2 separate regions of the Mus musculus genome follow, and region 2 is linked to region 1. Evidence: chromatin contacts called from public Hi-C data. All regions are on one chromosome and are shown on one strand. Each heading gives the region's core, a stretch centred on a gene start, on an enhancer-like site or on the middle of the called end of the contact. The rest is flanking DNA. Distances are from core to core; before and after follow the strand shown.

The links. A called contact is a pair of places that touch in the nucleus more often than the background predicts.
Region 2: a Hi-C map of B cells shows a contact between it and region 1, with 17 read pairs. The contact joins the promoter of Exo1 here to the enhancer-like site in region 1. A contact is called at or near these places in 2 of 39 promoter capture datasets (liver and pre-B cells), 1 of 484 Hi-C or Micro-C datasets (B cells), 2 of 115 datasets of contacts at active chromatin or transcription factors (bone marrow-derived macrophages and embryonic stem cells) and 1 of 9 other capture datasets (pancreatic islet).

The regions. Positions count from the first base shown.
Region 1 is chr1:175,467,127-175,471,759 of GRCm38.p6, reverse strand. All of the region lies in intron 2 of Rgs7 (regulator of G protein signaling 7), which reads left to right. Among named protein-coding and RNA genes, the nearest start is that of Rgs7, 23 kb to the left of the region's middle. Within about 2 kb of position 2,494, at least 18 of the 459 cell types and tissues checked have an H3K27ac peak or open chromatin away from gene starts, as enhancers often do. A contact at or near this core is called in B cells, where this site is marked.
Region 2 is chr1:175,879,271-175,884,306 of GRCm38.p6, reverse strand. Exo1 (exonuclease 1) reads right to left here and starts at 3,529. Exons shown (of 15, transcript NM_012012.4): 1 at 3,451-3,529; 2 at 3,107-3,175; 3 at 1,239-1,412. The coding sequence starts at 1,399. It overlaps Gm36360 (a long non-coding RNA gene), which reads left to right and starts at 3,552. Exons shown (of 3, transcript XR_373723.2): 1 at 3,552-3,635.

The DNA of each region.
Region 1 (4,633 bases), core at 1,245-3,744:
GATTGTTTAGAACCTTTAACTGGCAAAACCCAGTGACCCTGATGACTCACTGCTAATGACTCTCGAAATGTCAGCGTCCAATAATGTCCATGGAAATGGATGTTCCCCGTGCTCTGTGGTTGTGCACACAAAATGTCCATGCATGACATCACTGTTTATTCTTTTGCTTGTTTGAGACAAGGTCTTACTGTGTAGCCTGGAGCTCACTATGTAGACTAGGCTGACCTTGGATTCACAGAGATCAGCCTGTGTCTGCCTCCTGAAATTAAAGGCATGTGGCACCACCCTTGGCTAATGAATTTGAAGTGTTTGTAGCTGGTGGTAGGGTTTTCTATAAGGAATTCCCAATTTTATTACAATTTCTTCTTTATAAAATGCAGAATGCCACAGTAGTCCAAGAAACTGAAAACTACATAGATTCCAAGAATGCTCCTCCCCCACGCTCCCACCTTGCATATATGCATGTGTGTGAGTGTGTGTGTGTATGTATATGTGTGTGTGTGTGTATTTAGGCCAATCTCAGCTGTTGTTCCTTAACCCCCCACCATCTTGTGTTTTGAAATAATCTCTCTCACTGGTCTGAAACTTGCCAAGTAGTTTAGGGTTGACTGGCCAGCAAGCCACAATAATCCTTGAATCCATCTGTCTCTGCCTCCCCAGTGATGGCATACAAGTGGATCACCATGCCTCCTTTCCCTCCTCCCCTCCTCCCTCTGTCTTCCCCTCTTCCTCCCATTCCTTTTAACATGAGTTCTAGGGTCTAACTCAGCTCTTTGTACTCTTAAGCCAAACACTATTCTGACCAAACTGTCTCCTCAACTCTTAAAAATATGACCTTTTAAGACATAAAACATGGGGCGAGGGCTTTGTGAGTGGGCTGAGTTCTGTCGTTTAGGAAGGGGATGCAATGCATTCTGTGCCCCCTTCTGCCATGTCCTCAGTGTAGACAGTGCCTTCTCAACGTTGTCTCCATCTCACCGCAGAACCAGCCCTTCCCACACCCCACCTTCTGAGAGGTGCAGGCTAGCACAAAAGGTTTGGGGCAGGTAGTGTCATTGGGGTTCCAAGAGAATCTTACATGCTCAAGTGATCTTTATGACTAGCTTTGGTACTGGGACTCTGCACCCCCATATCTCAGTAGAAATGAAGAAGTGAAAATAGGAGGGTGAATCTCATGTTCTTGGCCCCTGTGGTCAGTAGAACCATGATTACTGTTGAAGAGAAAACAACTTTTTAACTTTAATTTTATTTACTAATTCATTCATTTATGTATTTATTTTCTTGAGGCAGGGTCTTGCTGTGTAGCTCAGGCTAGCCACATGACCCTTCCTCCCCTGTCTTCTGAGCACTGAATTTTCAGGTGTGTGCCACCCGACCTGACTTGGTTTCTTAATTAACTTCTATACTCAAACCTTCAGTTCAGAAGGTAAGAACTCTGAAAAGCTTTGCCCATAAGCTGCTTACCCTAGACCAACACAGGACTTTCAGTCTGCCTTTTCCTCTTTCTTCTGCATTAGTGGGTGAAACACTTCCAAGAGTGTTTACATGTCACTAACCTGTGGATGGTAGATTTCTAAGCAAGTTCCTTCGTGGTTATGACTTTTGGTTTTTGTAAACATCACAGAATTGGACTGTGTGCGTGTGGCTCTGTTACAATTTAGATTCATGAGAAAGCCATCTAACTTCCACAGAAATTTAATAAAACAATGACATACTGAGGAATGACTTTCTGTTAAGATGAAGAGAAAATTAAAGGGCTGTGGAGATGGCTCAGTGGCTAAGGTAATTTCTGTACAAGCATGAAGACCTGTGTTTGGATCTGCAGAACCCCAATAAAAGCTGGCTATAGTCGCATCTGCCTGTAACCCTGAGCTGGGAGGCAGAGATCGGGGGTGGGGGTAGAGGTGAGGGTGTGGGCTTGCTGGTTAGACAGCCTGGCTGAAATGTTAACTTCAGGTTCTATGACAGATGCTGTTTCAAGAAATAAGGTGGAGAAAAAGTTGAGGAAGATACTTTGACATCCACCTTTGGCTCCCATATGTTTAGACATAAAGATGGGAAATTAAGATGCAAAAAGAAAAAAGAAAAAAAAAGGAATGTCCCAGATGAGACATTGGTTTTGCTATGGTGCAGCTCCATCTGTGAGTCATTTGCATAACCATATCTCACAGAGTGTGCTTTCAAATCAAAACAAGTAGCTTCGAAGGTCTCCAGAGGATGAAAGCAGTCAGAAAGCAAAAGGAGCTAATGGCAGTGTTGTCAGAGTTGATGGTTTTAGTGGCTCGGCTTGGAGATTTGTTCTAAGTTACAACTTACACCTTTTTCTCTGTGATCTAAGTTTCAAAATGTAACAGTACTTATTTCTTGTGTAATTTTTTTTTTGTAATTTTTTTTCTGTTGGCTATAATTCAGCCTTGCTGTTCGTTGTCTGAGGTAAACGCTTCCTCCCTTGCAGGAAGCTGTGGAAATGAAGTGGGTGAGGATGGGGTGCTGGCCGCTTAGCAAATCAGAGAACTCCCTGAATGTTCTAAAGATGACATTTTATCCCCCCCCCCCCCCCGTTTCCTTCATGCACATTTGAATGGAGACTCACACAGCCTTTAAGAATGGAACTCTCCAAGCATGTCCAAGCTGCGGACCGTGTTTGCTTCTGCTTTGGCCCCAAACATGCAGATGCTAGACAGGAAATGCAATTAGGCTTTCAGAAACAAACTTCCTATCACAGACACAATGTTTCCTAAAAGGGAAAAGTTTCATGGCTTTAGATATCTCATGACTTCTTAGGCTGTGGGTTACCATGGAAGCCCTTAGGCCTCTCCCTCCCCCATGAACTTGTGGAGTTGAATTTATCTCTCCACATCCGCAGGAGCTAGCAGTGATTGGCCACCTCACTGTGTGTTAGTGATGTCCATTCATATAAAGTCTGTTTTCCCACTCTCTTTCCCATGGTTCTATTTACATTTCTGGGTTTACATAGATACTCTGTGTGAATGACTGGATCTACATAGGCTATCTATGTACTTCCCTTTTATACAAGAACACTTATCCATACTGACACGTCAGTCCTGGCTCCCCCAAGCTTTCAGTTTTCCAGAATAAATGCTTCGATTTTGTTTGACTGTTTACAGGTCGGCTATTGTCTCATTTGCTTTTTAAATTTTATTTTTACATTTATTTACTTACTTGGTGTGTATATTTGTGTGTATGTATGTGGGCACCCATGTGTCACAGAGACCATGTGTGGATACAGCTTTTGGGAGTCAGTTTCCCTTTTTTACACCATGTGGGATCTAAGGATTGAATTCAGGTTACCGGGCCTGGCAGCAAATACTTTTATCAGCCAAATCAACTTGATGGTCCACAGGCTTAATTCAGGTGGGCCTTGAACTCAGCATCCTCCTACCTCTGCCTTTTCAGCATCTCCTACCAGCAAGCCCCTGCAACCGTTCTCATAGGCTGGTGCTTGAGAACACACCCTGCCTATGATGCTTATCACTCTCTTTCTGATATGAATACTTTTAAAAATGACACAGTGTTTTTTGCAGTAAGTGTTATAAGTCAACTTCTTGAAAATCTAAGGACTGTAAACAAAAGGCTGGGGCTAGGTCAAGTGGGACAGTCAGACCAAAAAGTCAACCACAGACAATGTTAGAGACTATATTGTTTATTTGGACCATTAGAGTTTAACACTCCCCTATCTGTTCAGCTCCTTCCAGCAGTTTAGTTGGTATTTCTTTCATGACACTGATCATTTTCATCTTATGTTTCCATAAATCTTTGTGCTGGGAATTAAAGAAGAATCGCTTTTTAACTCCTTCCCTTCAGGTGTCAGATACAAGCTATGGGTGCCTCCTCACCTCTGTAAAACATTGATGATCAAACAGCTCACTGGCTTGAGAAACTGTCCAGGGCTTTAACTATGAAAAGTTGCTTATTTATTTTTTTCCTCAGAGCCATTAACTAGGAGAAATCAATGGGTCCGTAAGGAAATTAACTGACAGATGTAGTTGCTGGATCCCTGATCTTAAAACCTAGTTTTGAGGTACCAAATATGAACAAGTAGCAATACGAAGAACAAGAAGAAATATCCATAGCAAACACATGGTGAAGAAAATTGTCTTCTTCCCCCTACATGACTTCACTGTGCTCAGCACTGCACACACAGGATATAATTTAATCTTTACACTATTCACAGGTTTGTTAAGGAATGTGCCATGAGAGTGGGGTGATGGCTTGGTAGTTAACAGCGTTTGCTGTATAAACAGGAGAACGTGGCCTTGAATCACTATCACACACTTACAAGTCAGGCATGGCTTAGTGTGTCTTCAACCCCAAAGCTGAGAGGGAGTGTTGGCAGAGATGGAATGATTCCAGAGGCTCACTGGCCTGTCAGCCTAACTGAAACAGTGGGCTTCAGGTTCTGTGAGAAGCCTTGTCTCAGGATCGTAAGGTGGAGTGAACTAGAAGACAACCTGCATTCTCCTCTGGCATCTGAATGTACATACCCATGTATCTGCACACACGTATGTGTGTGTGTGTGTGTGTGTGTGTGTGTGTGTATGTACAGGGGAGAGGAACACACACACACACACACACACTCATACTCAGGCTAACGATGTATGGCATCGCCAGT
Region 2 (5,036 bases), core at 2,280-4,779, 410 kb before region 1:
TGTCAGATATACTGGGTCAGAAGGCTGACGGTGGATGCTCCAATGTTATAGAGACGATTTGGGGGGACAGGCAGTCAGGCAGCCAGCTTTCTCTGTCACTTCTATAGTTGTGGAACCTGCTTGCCTGCACTGCTTGCACACTCAGGTAATATTTATTCCTTTTCAGGTCTCCGATGGGGTTGAAGACTAGACAGTTACAGTTTCACAATTCACCTTAAGTTGTTTAGGACTTAAGAAAATGTTTTTAGGTCTAAGAGGATGTTTTAAGTTACTAATATAAGCTATGATAATGATTTAGGTACAGAACTTTAAGTTCACCAAGATAGGATAGATTATAAAATACTTTCTCCAAAAATTACCAAATACATACATAGACTAGACGTTGTGAATGTAATTCTTACCTGATAGTTTTCATAATTGTTACTATATGTAGTGTATTATTGTAAGAGAAAGAACCTTTTATTAGACTAACAGGGGGATAGGTAGAAGGAATCTTCATCGATCAAACAAAGCTGATTGCACTATAGCAGAAGGAAGGAATCTAGAGGCAGGAAATAGAAGGTGGGAGTTCCCGGAGGAAGCAAGGATTCTGGGACAGAGTCAGGCATGGGGGATTCACTCAGGAACACGAAGGACAGAAACATGAGAGCCAAGCAGAGGTAACCAGCCAAGTAGCCCAATACAACAAAGGGATGATTAATATACAAGCTAGTTGGCGCACAGCCAAAGCTCATGGCCAAGGTATTTGTAAACATAATTATAGTCCCAGAGTTGGTATTTCAGGAGTTTGGGAACAGGAGAAAAAATCCCCACTCTTTCAGGAGATAATATTCAACTTTTGTCTGTCTGTATCCTGCCACTATGCCTTCTTACTAAGACCAAACATCAGACCTGTACCACAGAAGAAGTCTGGCAATGCTCTAAGCACATGCTCTTATTAAATGCTAGTATTTATTGAAACAATGACCGGAGAAACAAAGGTGAAAAAGAAAAAGGACTGAGGTGCTGTGGATATCGCCCAGTTCATAGACGTGCTTGCTTAGCATGCATGATGCCCTGGGCTCAGTCCCTGGCATACAGGAAGCTGGGCAGTGGCGGCACAATGGATTAGACTCCTCCTCCAGGTCATCCTTGGCTATAGCAAATCCCCGGCCAGCCTGAAATACCTGGGGCTGACCCAAAAACAGAAAGCATACCATTCTAGCTCTCAAACCAAGTGATATACACTGCAAACTCACCTATCTGTAGGTTCCCCTTTGGCTAGCTTTTCAGCACAAGCAATAGCCCCTTTGTGAAGCCAACAGTAGGTATCCACAGCCACTGCCTGTCCTTTGTACTTCTTCACGTTGACAGGTTCAGAAGCTTCTTGGATGAACTGAAGTAACCCTTGAATCCCCATCGTGCCAAGTTAACTACATGAAGGAAAAAGGGAGGAGAGCAACATGAAACCAAGGCTGATTTACCAAAAAGCTTTAGAAATTCAGTGTGGAGTCTAGCACCGACAGTAACATTTAGCTAATGATTGGCCTTCTCTCGGGCAACTTCTGTAGCTCAGAACTTCATTAATCACCAACACTCACCTGAACACCACTGGGGAGTTCCTTCGTGGTTATTTGTTTCCAAAAATGCTTCCATACTTACAATCCTAACGTGGGCTCTTATCTCTCTTAACACTTGGACTCAGACATTAAAACTGAGTCTCTCCTTTCATAAAAAGAGGACTATGAGCCTATAACACTGCATGCTATGGTATCATATTCACCCCTATATTAAAGGGGCGCATCCAAAGTTCAGTGTAGAAACTCCAAAGTTTGGAGAAGGACAGACATTTCAACTGAAAAGCATGTCAGCAATCCCACACTACCAGAATGGTTTATTCCAAGCAATACCCTGGTAATTAGCCATGGTGGCATCTAGGGGAAATTTCATCAGATTCATTGAAGGCTATACCAAAGACACATGAAGCCGTGTTTGATGTGCAAAACAGCTTCAAGAAACAAACAGTTATAATTTCCATTCCCTTCTAGGTCCTTACATGGAAGTCCTGGAGATGGCAGCCCCTTCAAAGCAACTAACACCCCCCCCCACCCCACCCCCGCCTTCCTACTCCAACTCCAGCAGCTGCTTGCCACTTCCCAATACAGTATTACCATCTAAGATCAGGTATTTGTATTAGGGAGTGTGTGCATGTAATGAGTGTGTGGGTACATCCATGCAGAGCCCAGAGCAAGGCATTGGGTGTCTTCCTCTATTGCTACCTGTCTATCACCTTGAGGCAGGGTGTTACGGAACCAACTAGGCCCAATGAGGTCTTGGGATCTGCCACCTCTGCCTCCCAATCTCTGCAGTTACCAGCAGGCTCAGGCACAGGGGGTTTTAATGGGGAGGGGGCTGGGGGGAGGATTCTAACTTAGGTCCTCATGGTTGCAAGAGCAAAGGCTATTACCCTCTGCAACTATTCTTTCTGTGTATGATGCATGCGTGATGGAGTTTGAATCGGAGGATGTGAAAGGCAGTCCACCTTGTTTGTTTGAGCTGCGTCCACCAGGCTAGTTAGGTCTTAGGCTGAGCTCTCTGGGATTTTCCACTCTTACCTTCCCCTCTCTCAGCAGTGAGGTCACAGGGACAGGCACCTGATTCAACAGACCTAAGATCATGTTCTTAAAGACTATGGGATAAGCCAGAGGTGCCCTGTTGACACCACAGGAAAGTGGCCATGCCCTTAGCTAGCAGCCCTGACACTTGAGAGATTCATTTACCTTTAAGGTCATGCCCATTAACTATGAATCCCTAAAGGGGGGCATGAACCCGTAATTTTAAACATCAGCCAATTTGGGTGCAGGTGGGTCTGTGTAAAACGAGTCCACTACGTTTAAAAGACAACGTCTCTAAAACATGATTTCGTGCATGCTGGGGGGGGGGGGGGTTGGGGTGGGGGAGGGACATAATTACATTTCGTGAAATTTCCTTAAGTTTCTTTCTTCTAGGCCAACTAAATCTCGAATAAATATTTCCTCTTTAGTATAGAAGTGACTGAGTGCCATGTGGCGCATCAACACCAGAAGGTCGCCGGTGGTACCCGAGGTAACAGCAGCAGCGGCTTCACCTTAGTCCCGTCTCCCGAACGAACAGGCATAGCACACAAGTCCATTCCAGGCGCCGTGGCTCCTCAAACCTGCACAGGAGAGAGCATATACAAAGGGAATTCATCGCTAGGTACGAGTGTTGGTAAGGACACACGTCAGCCCGCCTCTGCGGAAAGCGGGAGACCCGGAGGCCGAGGCAGTCGCCTGCAGGCGCTCCACGCTCCCGCTCACTTCCCGGAGATCCGGGTTTCGCGCCGAGGGGCAGAAGGCACGTGGATCAGAGTCATGGGGACCCCACTTTCCTCCACACGGCCCGCTGCTCCAGTGACCGCCCGGCCGCCCGCATAGGGGCTCGCTCGCTCACCTGGGGTTCAGAACGGCGGCGAGCGGCTGCTGCAAGCGCAGCCATGGACCTTTCGATTTGCGCGGGATCGGGAAGCCCCGCCCAGCGGACATGACGTCCCTGGGCGTCCTGAGCCGCAGCCTCCACCTCCCGCTTTCTATGACCCGACTTTCCTCTTAGCCGAGTCCTGAGCCCTTCCTTGCAAGGTAGGAAGTCCGCCGCCAATGGCCAATGCCATCTCGAACTCGGCGACGCTAGAAGCGAAAAGTCGGCTTGTTTGTGAGAGAAGTGGGGTGGTGGTAAGGGAGGGGGCAAGAGAAACTCTAGGCCCGGAAGTTGCGCTCTCGCCGGTGCTGCTGGGAGTTGTAGTTCTCCCTTGACCAAGCCACTGGATCCAGGTACATGCGTGCTAAAGAACTCCCAACTTGGAGTCAAACATATTTTGTTATTTTAAACCCGGAAAAGGAGCCCAGTTCATAGTTGCTTAATTCCAGGCCAACACCACAGTCTTTCGTCTCCGAAACATCCTCACCTCTATGCAAATTGAAGTTTTGTACAAAGCTTTCATGTTGCTATAGTTTGATTATAGTCTGCGCTTACCCACTTTATTCATTATATGGCTTTATCCCTGATACGAGTTGGGAAAATGTTATCCTTATAACTAAGAAACAAAATGGCCCAATGGTTCAAGTTATTAAACCCTGTATATTGTTGGTTGTATTGGGTCACATTTCCTAGTGTTATCAAGGAAAGAAAACCCCTCTAGTTTCTCTTCTTAATGGACTTTTAAAAACTTACTAATTTTAGAAGTCACACAGCCGGACTGTACATAATTTAGTCTCTTACTGTCTTTGCCCCAGCAGACTCCTCTGACTGAAGCTATCTAAGTGTGAAATTGAAAGACTCCGAGAGGAGCCCCTCGCTCAGGCCTCAGGACAATAGCGGACACCCAAGAACTCATGAGAGACCAAGCTTGATGCAAACCACATGAGGCTTTATTCGGGGAAAGCTAGAGCTCTGGGGACGACTCACATCCCACGCAGGAGTAGAGGAGTCGACCCTGAGGGGAAAGGGGTCTCAGTTTTTATAGGCCCTGGGGGGAAGGAGAAGGGGGGAGTAGGGGATTTCCAGATCTAAACAATGTCTATTCTCAAGAAATGGGTATGGGAGGGGTACAAGGAAAGAGTCTGGTGCAGGTGTAGCAACTCCGGATTGGCTGGGCTGTGGTTGCTGGGGAGATTTTCTGACTCTCCCAGCAACCAATATCACAAACACCTGGCAGTGAGGTGCAGCAGTGGGCACACACATGGGTTCAAGGAATGGTCAAAACATTGGCAGACACACAGGTTCAAGGAGTGGCCAGAGCATTGTGCACCTCTATTTTTTCTAAATCAGTGAAGCTAGTTCTGCTAACAGTGACATCAATCTTGCCAATTTCAGGGCTTCTGTGACCTTTTACATTCTGTCAGGATCTTTTAAAATAAGAATCTTCCCTGCCCATGTCTGTAAAAAAAAAAGCTTTTCTCTCTCTTGCCCTCCATGTAAAGATACCATGTGTGATCCTCTCTGCTCTCTGGGTTCACCTTTAATATCCTAACAATTCAGTG